2 separate regions of the Ovis aries genome follow, and region 2 is linked to region 1. The links are chromatin contacts, called in public Hi-C maps. All regions are on one chromosome and are shown on one strand. The core of a region is the stretch at or near the end of the contact, and the rest is flanking DNA. Distances in the headings are between cores, read along the strand shown. Region 1 overlaps UBAC2 (UBA domain containing 2). Region 2 has its middle 51 kb from the start of TM9SF2.

What was found. Hi-C and Micro-C count contacts between places; a contact is called where the count stands out from the background.
Region 2: a Hi-C map of tail adipose tissue shows a contact between it and region 1, with 4 times the contacts expected there. The contact joins two enhancer-like sites. A contact is called at or near these places in 5 of 16 Hi-C or Micro-C datasets (blood, mixed tissues, omental adipose tissue and 1 more).

Annotation. Positions count from the first base shown.
Region 1 is chr10:75,487,826-75,491,701 of ARS-UI_Ramb_v3.0, reverse strand. The region is part of intron 4 of UBAC2 (UBA domain containing 2); the gene reads right to left. Among named protein-coding and RNA genes, the nearest start is that of GPR18, 27 kb to the right of the region's middle. Within about 2 kb of position 1,606, at least 15 of the 54 cell types and tissues checked have an H3K27ac peak or open chromatin away from gene starts, as enhancers often do.
Region 2 is chr10:75,625,860-75,629,735 of ARS-UI_Ramb_v3.0, reverse strand. No RefSeq gene overlaps it. Among named protein-coding and RNA genes, the nearest start is that of TM9SF2, 51 kb to the left of the region's middle. Within about 2 kb of position 2,020, at least 20 of the 54 cell types and tissues checked have an H3K27ac peak or open chromatin away from gene starts, as enhancers often do.

The DNA of each region.
Region 1 (3,876 bases), core at 357-2,856:
TGCATCCAAGACTGGATTTTTGCCCTCCCCCAAGTAGTCTCTGAACTACTTTAATAATAAACCCTCTTTCTACTAAATAAACCAGTGTTGGTTCTATTACTTCAACCAACAGGCATGCCTGCATCTTGTAATTCAGAAAGCTGTTTTTTCCTTTGACCTCAGATAACAGAAGCAAATCAGATATTTCCGAACTCAAGGTATACCATATACCAAAAAAAAAAAAAAAAAAAACAACTCAACCCTGAGATAGATATGAGATTATTTTTGTGTGTCACATATCTTGCCATGGTTACCAAGACTTGGCGAGCATTTTGAAATTTTTTTCTTAGAATAATACAATGATCTGAATCTAAAATCTTCGTAAAGTACAGCTTTCCAATGATAAACAAGAACAGGAAGTGAATCTTGAATAGAACCAGACTGAGTTCCCTTCAGTATTATTGACTCTGCTATCATCTAGCCTGATTAACAACATTAAACTTTTCACCATCCTAGCCTAAAGTTCTTAACATCTTCATTTATGATTCAATAAAACATATATCCTATCAAACTGGAAATTTTGACATGTACTTAAATATTTTAAGTCCTAAGAGGAAGACAAGCTAAAATAAAGGAATTGAGTATTAAAGTAACTGACAAAAGCAGAAATGAAAACAGATGTTAAACTTCTTTGAAACAAATTTTTACTGATAGCCTCAACCAAAGCTATTTCAGTCAACGGCTAGAAATATTCTACCTAGTCAAAAGATCTCAACAAGCTTCATAGGTCACTGCCTCCTCCAGGGTGTGGGCCAACTCTTTTCAGGGTTCTATTTACCACCCAGCACTGTGCATGTCAAAATAGGTAAAAGGCTCCGTAAAAGCTCAGTTCAGGTCAGTGGTCTGCCATCAGGGGTAACTCTGCGGCCCTCAACGTCATCTGGCACTATCTGGAGACGTTTCTAGTTATCAGGACTGGGAGGTGGGAGGTGCTACAGACATCTGAGGGCAGAGGCCAGGAGTGTTACTCAACAGTCTGTGATGCACAGGACAGCCCCCCAACAGCAAAGACCTATGTGACCAAAAGTGCCAGCCGAGGCTGAGAACACTCTGGTTTGGGCTGACAGTATCACTGCCCTTCACATTCAGGTATAAAATTACCGATGGGGTGGCTTCATATAACCTCTGATGATAGCTTCCAGAGTCTTTCAAACAAGATACACTAAATCTACTCCTTGGGAAGATGCTCAGGCCACTGAAATTCCCAATGAAATCTCTGCAGTGTAAAAAACCTGAGTCTCCTCTCACAATTAACCAGCCACCTCTGAGGGTAAGAGACTCACTATTGATGTTGCTTTTTCGATTCAAAAGACACTGGGCTTCAAACATTACTAACACCTTAATTACACTGAGTAGCAATCTCATTTTCTAGGCCTCCCTTAAGACAGCGTCAAGCACACAAGTGAAGTAACAGAAGCCACTTCCTCTCCTTACGTATCTTTTAACATCATCATGACTTTTCTTTTTCCACTTTACAGAAAATGCTGCTCAAGGCTTCTGAGCCAGCTTCCTCAGAGGAGATGACAGTTCCCACTGTACAGAGGATTAAAGTGACCCCGGTGCGTGTGCAGACCGCCTGAGACGAGCATGGTGTGTGCTGACTCTTGATGGGTGACGTCAGACACACAGCATTAGACACCTGGACACTAAACTGAGAACTTTGGGGTTAAGATAAGAGCTATTCTGGGATGCCCCTGGTGGTCCAGTGCTTAAGAATCCGCCTTGCACTGCAGAGGATGCAGGTTCGATCCCTGCTCAAGGAACCTTAAGATCCACACCCCGGAGCCCGCACAGCGCAGTTCCAGAGGCCACACGCCACAGCTGAAGTGTCTGCTGGCCGCAACGTGAAGCAACTAAGACTCAGCGTGGCCACATAAACAATCGCGACCTTTGTTTCATAAAAAGCTATTCTGGGGACTTGCCTAGTGGTGTAGTGGGTAAGAATCTGCCTGCCAAGGCAAGGGACATGGGTTCGATCCCTGGTCTGGGCAGATTCCAAAGACTCCAGAGCAATCACGCCCACCAGCCACAACTATTGAGCCCACAAGCCGAAACTATTGAGCCTGTGTGCCCCAACTACTAAAACCCACATGTCTAGAGCCTGTGTTCTGCAACAAGAGAAGCCACCACAGTGAGAAGCCTGTGCACCACAATGAAGAGTAGCCCCTGCTCACCCACAACTAGAGAAAGCCTGAGCAAAAAGCAACGAAGACCCCAGCATAGCCATAAATGAATAAATATATTTTAAAAAGAAAAAAAGCCTCTTCTGAGAATATAAGAATGAATGGATTATATGTTTTTTTTTTCTAGATGTGGTACTGGGAATGATTTTATAAATCAACAACATTTTAATCTTTTAAACATATCACTGAACTCATATTTGAAACTCAGTTTTTACATTTTTCTTATAAGTAACAGATTTGAGGTAAGTCACCAAGAAAAAAAAAAGAAGAAGAAGAGAAAAGAAAAGAAAGAAAAGGGCATTAGTACAAAAGAAAAATCAAAGTAACTAGCAGGTGGTAGATCAAAATTTCCATCGTAGCAGGTCTCTCTGGTGTTCAAGAACACTTCACGGCTTCATGCCATCTCCCTGATGCTCCACGCTGAGGGAGCTTTCAATAAGAGAGGAAGATTTTGTTCCAAAAAGCACTAAGCTGAGAGAAGGGTCAATTAGGTAAACAAGTATAAAATCAAGTGGTAAATGTTACATGTAACTTGGAAGCACAGAGTCATCTGTGAGCACAAAGGAAGATGTGATCACTTCTGGCTGGGGTAGGGGTTCATAGAGTAGAGATGTCCAAGGTGAGCCTTGAAGGTCAAGAAAAATTTGGCCAGGCAAAGAAGAGAGAGGATACTGCAATCAGAATTGTCTGATTTATGAATAAATTAATTCAGAGGGTGGTCAATAATGCAATTAGGCCAGTGTGTAGAGCACAAGGGGGGACTGAGTAGAAGAGGCTGGAAAGGTGGGTGAGAACTCAACTCTGAGGTGCCTCACTAACAAGTTAGACTTTACAGCGCAGCAGTAGGAAGTCACAGGTTTAAGAAGGTGTAAAGGAACGAGGTAAGATCTTTTCTGGAGATAAAGTTATGGAGGAGGGGGAACCGCACAGATGAGAGTGGAGCTGGTGACCGGATGAACAGTCGAGAGGCTACTGCAGTAGTCCACACAAAAGGAGATGAAATGGAATCAAAACAACACGGCTTTTCATTCACGTATTTGCTCCACCCACCCACCATCCATTCACCCATCCATCCAACCACCCACTGTGCCCACTGTGTGGGAGCCACCATGCTAATCGAGGCATGACTGATGGGTAAGGTTAGCATGGTCTCTGCTTGTGAGAGCTTATATGCTATGGAGGAGATGGATAGTAAACCATCTATTACACAGTTAATTTCCATGGTGACAAGAGTTATGAGAAATGTCCCAAGAGAGCGTATCACGAGAGACCCTGCCCTAATCTCAGGGTGGGCATAGTCCAAGAAAGCTTCTTCGAGGAGTGACCTTTCGTCTCTTCCTGACGCCTTGGAATCAGGGGTATGTATTTTCTCACACCTCTCATTCTAAATAAAAATGTGAGAACCTTCTGTTTCACTAGTCCACTTTGCTTTTTTAAGTACTGATTTCCCAAAACCACTGGTAGGTCTAACGAAACCAGGAGGCATGGCGGAGAGGGGAAAGGAAGACAGGATAAACGTTGCAGAGTAGGGTGGGCAGAAGTTAAAGGGTAAGAGAAGGGGAAAGAGGAGACGGTGGAGTCTCTAAGGAAAAAAGATGGGGCAACAGGGCTCGGGATCCAAAGATTTAGCTTAACAATAGCAGACTCACTAAGG
Region 2 (3,876 bases), core at 771-3,270, 140 kb before region 1:
TCTTGGTCACATAAAAAGTTTCTTTCTTTGATGACTACACAATTCAGTTGACACTCTGTACCAAGGATTATAAAACAACAATGTATCCTTCCTGAGGACAGTGTCTCCTTCCTGAAGACTTTCTGACTAATCCTGATATCTTAGAATGTATATTATGGGAGTAGGTCTGGTGGGATCTTTCTATTGTTAAATTCTAATCCTGTTATTCTAAAATGTAAATTGTGGGAGAGGGTCTAGTAAGATCTTTACAACCTTGAGACATTCTTTTGATTTATTGTAATAACCAGTTTAAAAGTATATAACTCTCTTGCTAACACTAGCGAGGGGGGCACTCTCATCCCCCTGCTGATGTCTATGTCAGAAGCATTCTCTGTTCCGTTTTATACTTTAATAAAACTCTGCTGTACAAAAGCTCTTGAATTGATCAAGCCTGGTCCCTGGTCCCGAGGTTAAATCTTTGGAAATCACGAAGCTGACACCGGTCACCGTAAGCTATCAGTTTCCTCTTGGGTCTCTCTGCTCAGCTTGTAAACAGGACGTCCTCTGCCTGAGTCATTGCATGGTCAAATCTCTGTGTGAGTCTGAGTCCTAATCTCCTCTTCTAATAAAGACACTGGTCAGATTAGATTGGGCTTCCCTGGTGGCTCAGCGGTAAAGAATCCACCTGCCATGCAGGGGAAAAAGAGAGAAAGTGAAGTCGCTCAGTTGTGTCTAACTCTTTGTGACCCCGTGGACTGTAGCCTACCAGGCTCCTCTCTCCATGGGATTCTCCAGGCAAGAATTCTGGAGTGGGTAGCCATTTCCTTCTCCTGGGGATCTTCCCGATCCAGAGATCGGACCCGGGTCTCCCGTATTGCAGGCAAACGCTTTAACCTCTGAGCCACCAGGAAAGCCATGTGGGGGACCCGGGTTCAATCCCTGGGTCGGGCAGATCCTCTAGAGAAGGAAATGGCACCCCACTCCAGTACTCTTGCCTAGAAAATCCCTTGGACAGAGGAGCCTGGTGGGCTCCAGTCTACGGGATCCCAAAAGAATTAGGCACGATTTAGCAACTCAACAGCAACATATTAGAATAGGGCCCTCCTATGTGACTTCATTTTAACTTAGTCACCTCTTTAAAAATCCCATCTCCAGAAACAGTCACATTCTGTGGTGCTGAGGGTTAGAGCCTCAGCAGATGAATTTGGTGGAAGGGACACAGTTCTGCCCATAACATTGTTGGGGGCAACAGAGATGCCGTAGAAGCATTCTACTGTATTCTTTGTAGATCAGGGACCAGCTCACAGGAGGCTGCGCGAGGAGGGGACCTTCTGCACCCACTGTGAGCTCAGGTTGGAGGCTCCAGTGAAGATGCTTCCAGCCCTCTGCTCCCACCAGCTGGGACTCATCCTTCCAGCCCAGACCACGCCCTGAGGAAAGGGGGCCCTCGTCTAGGAAGCTCAGACACCCACTAGGACCCTGCCGATCCCCGTGATGACACCTTGCCCACCTGGATGAAAGTGAAAGTTAAGTCACTCAGCTGTGTCTGACTCTTTGCGACCCCATGGACTGTAGCCCACTAAGCTCCTCCATCCATGGGATTACCCAGGCAAGAATACTGGGGTGGGTTGCCATTTCCTTCTCCAGGGGATCTTCCTGACCCAGGGATTGAACCCAGGTCTCCCACATTAGAGGCAGACGCTTTAACCTCTGAGCCACCAGGGAAGCGGAGACAATTCACACCTGAGCAGCACAGGGGGGATGCCGCTTCACCTGCTCACTGCCCTGAAGCCATTCTGTATCCCTGGGAATTTGGGGGTGGGGGTCTTCCCAGGTCATCCAGAGGGGCAGGGCACCTTTGTGATCTGGGGGCAGGAATGGCACTCAGAGGGGTGGAGGCATGGCTGCCCTATGTGGCTGCCCGCCTTCAGCTCTAGAAGGCTGCGGCTGGATTTATTCGCTCGTTCAACAGGGATCTGCAGGGGCCAGGTCCGCATCAGGCACAGGTGCCTGTGATTCATTAACATGTGAGACAGATGGCAGCCCGTGAGCTCATGCAGGCTTCATGCCAAGGCAGAGGGGTGGCCACAGACGCGCGCTGCACCCAGCGGTGCTTCCTGTGAAATGTCCATTCGGGCCCAGGGAACCGGGGACTCCCAGCCTCCTCTGGCTGAGGGTTTCTGGGTGGTTTCCTGTTTCAGCCCCACGGCCAGGGGAAATTTCTGCTTTTTGCTCTTCTGAACTCTAAGCAGAGACACACATGCATTTGATGAGGGATTTTTCTGGTTAGAGGAAAGTTTTTATGTCCTGTGTGCACTTCTTAATATATCCTGAAAAACTCAGTTCAAATGTCACTTCCCGTGAGAAACCTCATCTGACCCCCACCAACCCCTCCTCTGTGCTCCCGCGGTGTGAATCATCGGGCGCGGAGCTGCAGGTCTGGTTGAGCTGTGTCCCTCCCCCAGCCCCTGGGTTCCTCCGGCCTGCCTCCAGGCAGGCTCTCTGCCTTGTGTCTATGTATCTGCCCTCGGGTCACCAGTATCCAGCACAGGGAAAGTGCTGGGTGAAATGACAAAACAGAGCCAGGTGGAGCCCTCTCCAGCCTGCCTTTGGTGTGGTCCTTACTGTCCACCCCATCACCCTCTTTCGGATCCCCAGAGGGTTGGTTCAGGACCACGTGATTTCAAAGTGGCAACAGGTATGGAGAATATTTTGAGATACTGGCAACCCCTAAAGTGTGGAACGAGAATCTGTCTTGTTATTTCTCTTGACATGGCTAAAACTTAGGATTTGTTACCTGTGTTCAAGACAGAAGGGAATGCTCCATTTCAGTTAGAGGTTAGGGAAAATAAAGATGTGAATTTTTCCTATTTAAGTTCATGGACCCTCTGGGTTCTCTTCACAGGCCCTTTGAAGGATCCGCATCCATGTGATTAAGATCCTCCAGACTAGAACTTTCATCTCCCAAGTTGTACTTTGCCCTTCCCCCACCCCAGCCAGTGCAGGTGCAAGGTTTTGCTGCCTCCCAAACCTTGGGCTCGGAGAAGGCAATGGCATCCCACTCCAGTACTCTTGCCTGGAAAATTCCATGACAGAGGAGCCTGGTAGGCTGCAGTCAATGGGGTGGCTGAGTCAGACATGACGGCGATTTCACTTTCACTCTTCACTTCCATGCACTGGAGAAGGAAATGGCACCCCACTCCAGTGTTCTTGCCTGGAGAATCCCAGGGATGGCCGAGCCTTGTAGGCTGCCCTCTATGGGGTCACACAGAGTCGGACATGACTGACATGACTTAGCAAACCTCAGGTGACCCTGAAGTCAGGCGCCCTCAGCTCCTTCGCTCCTCCTGCATAGCGTCTCCAGCTGAGGACAGAGCTTGGCCCTTTGCTTGCTCCCCCACTGGACCTCAGATGTGTAAAAGCATCAGCCTGCAGTGCGGGAGACCTGGATTCGATCCCTGGGTTGGGAAGATCCCCTGGAGAAAGGAACGGCTACCCACTCCAGTATTCTGGCCTGGAGAATTCCATGGACTGTATAGCCCATGTCACTTTCACTTTTTCACAAGTCATGAGAGCAAACAGCCTGCAGCCTGGGAGACAGTCCCTTCCCCCAGGCGGCCCCCTTGGCTGCCCCGATGGCAGGGTTTTCTTCCTTTCCTTTTTGCTCCTTTCTCCCCAGCACTGGCCAGTCTCTCTAGCTTTCCACTTCCAGGTTTTCTTCCTGTCCTTTTCAAGGCCCGGGCAAGTCAGCTCTGCCCCAGCTCTGCGAACCCCAGCAGCTCAGATTCTCAGCACAACATGAAGCTCTTCTTGGGCGGACATTTCACCAATCAAAATCTGTTCATCACGTTTCTTCTAAGGGTACCCAGAACTTTCCTCGATATTAACTTGGGTAAA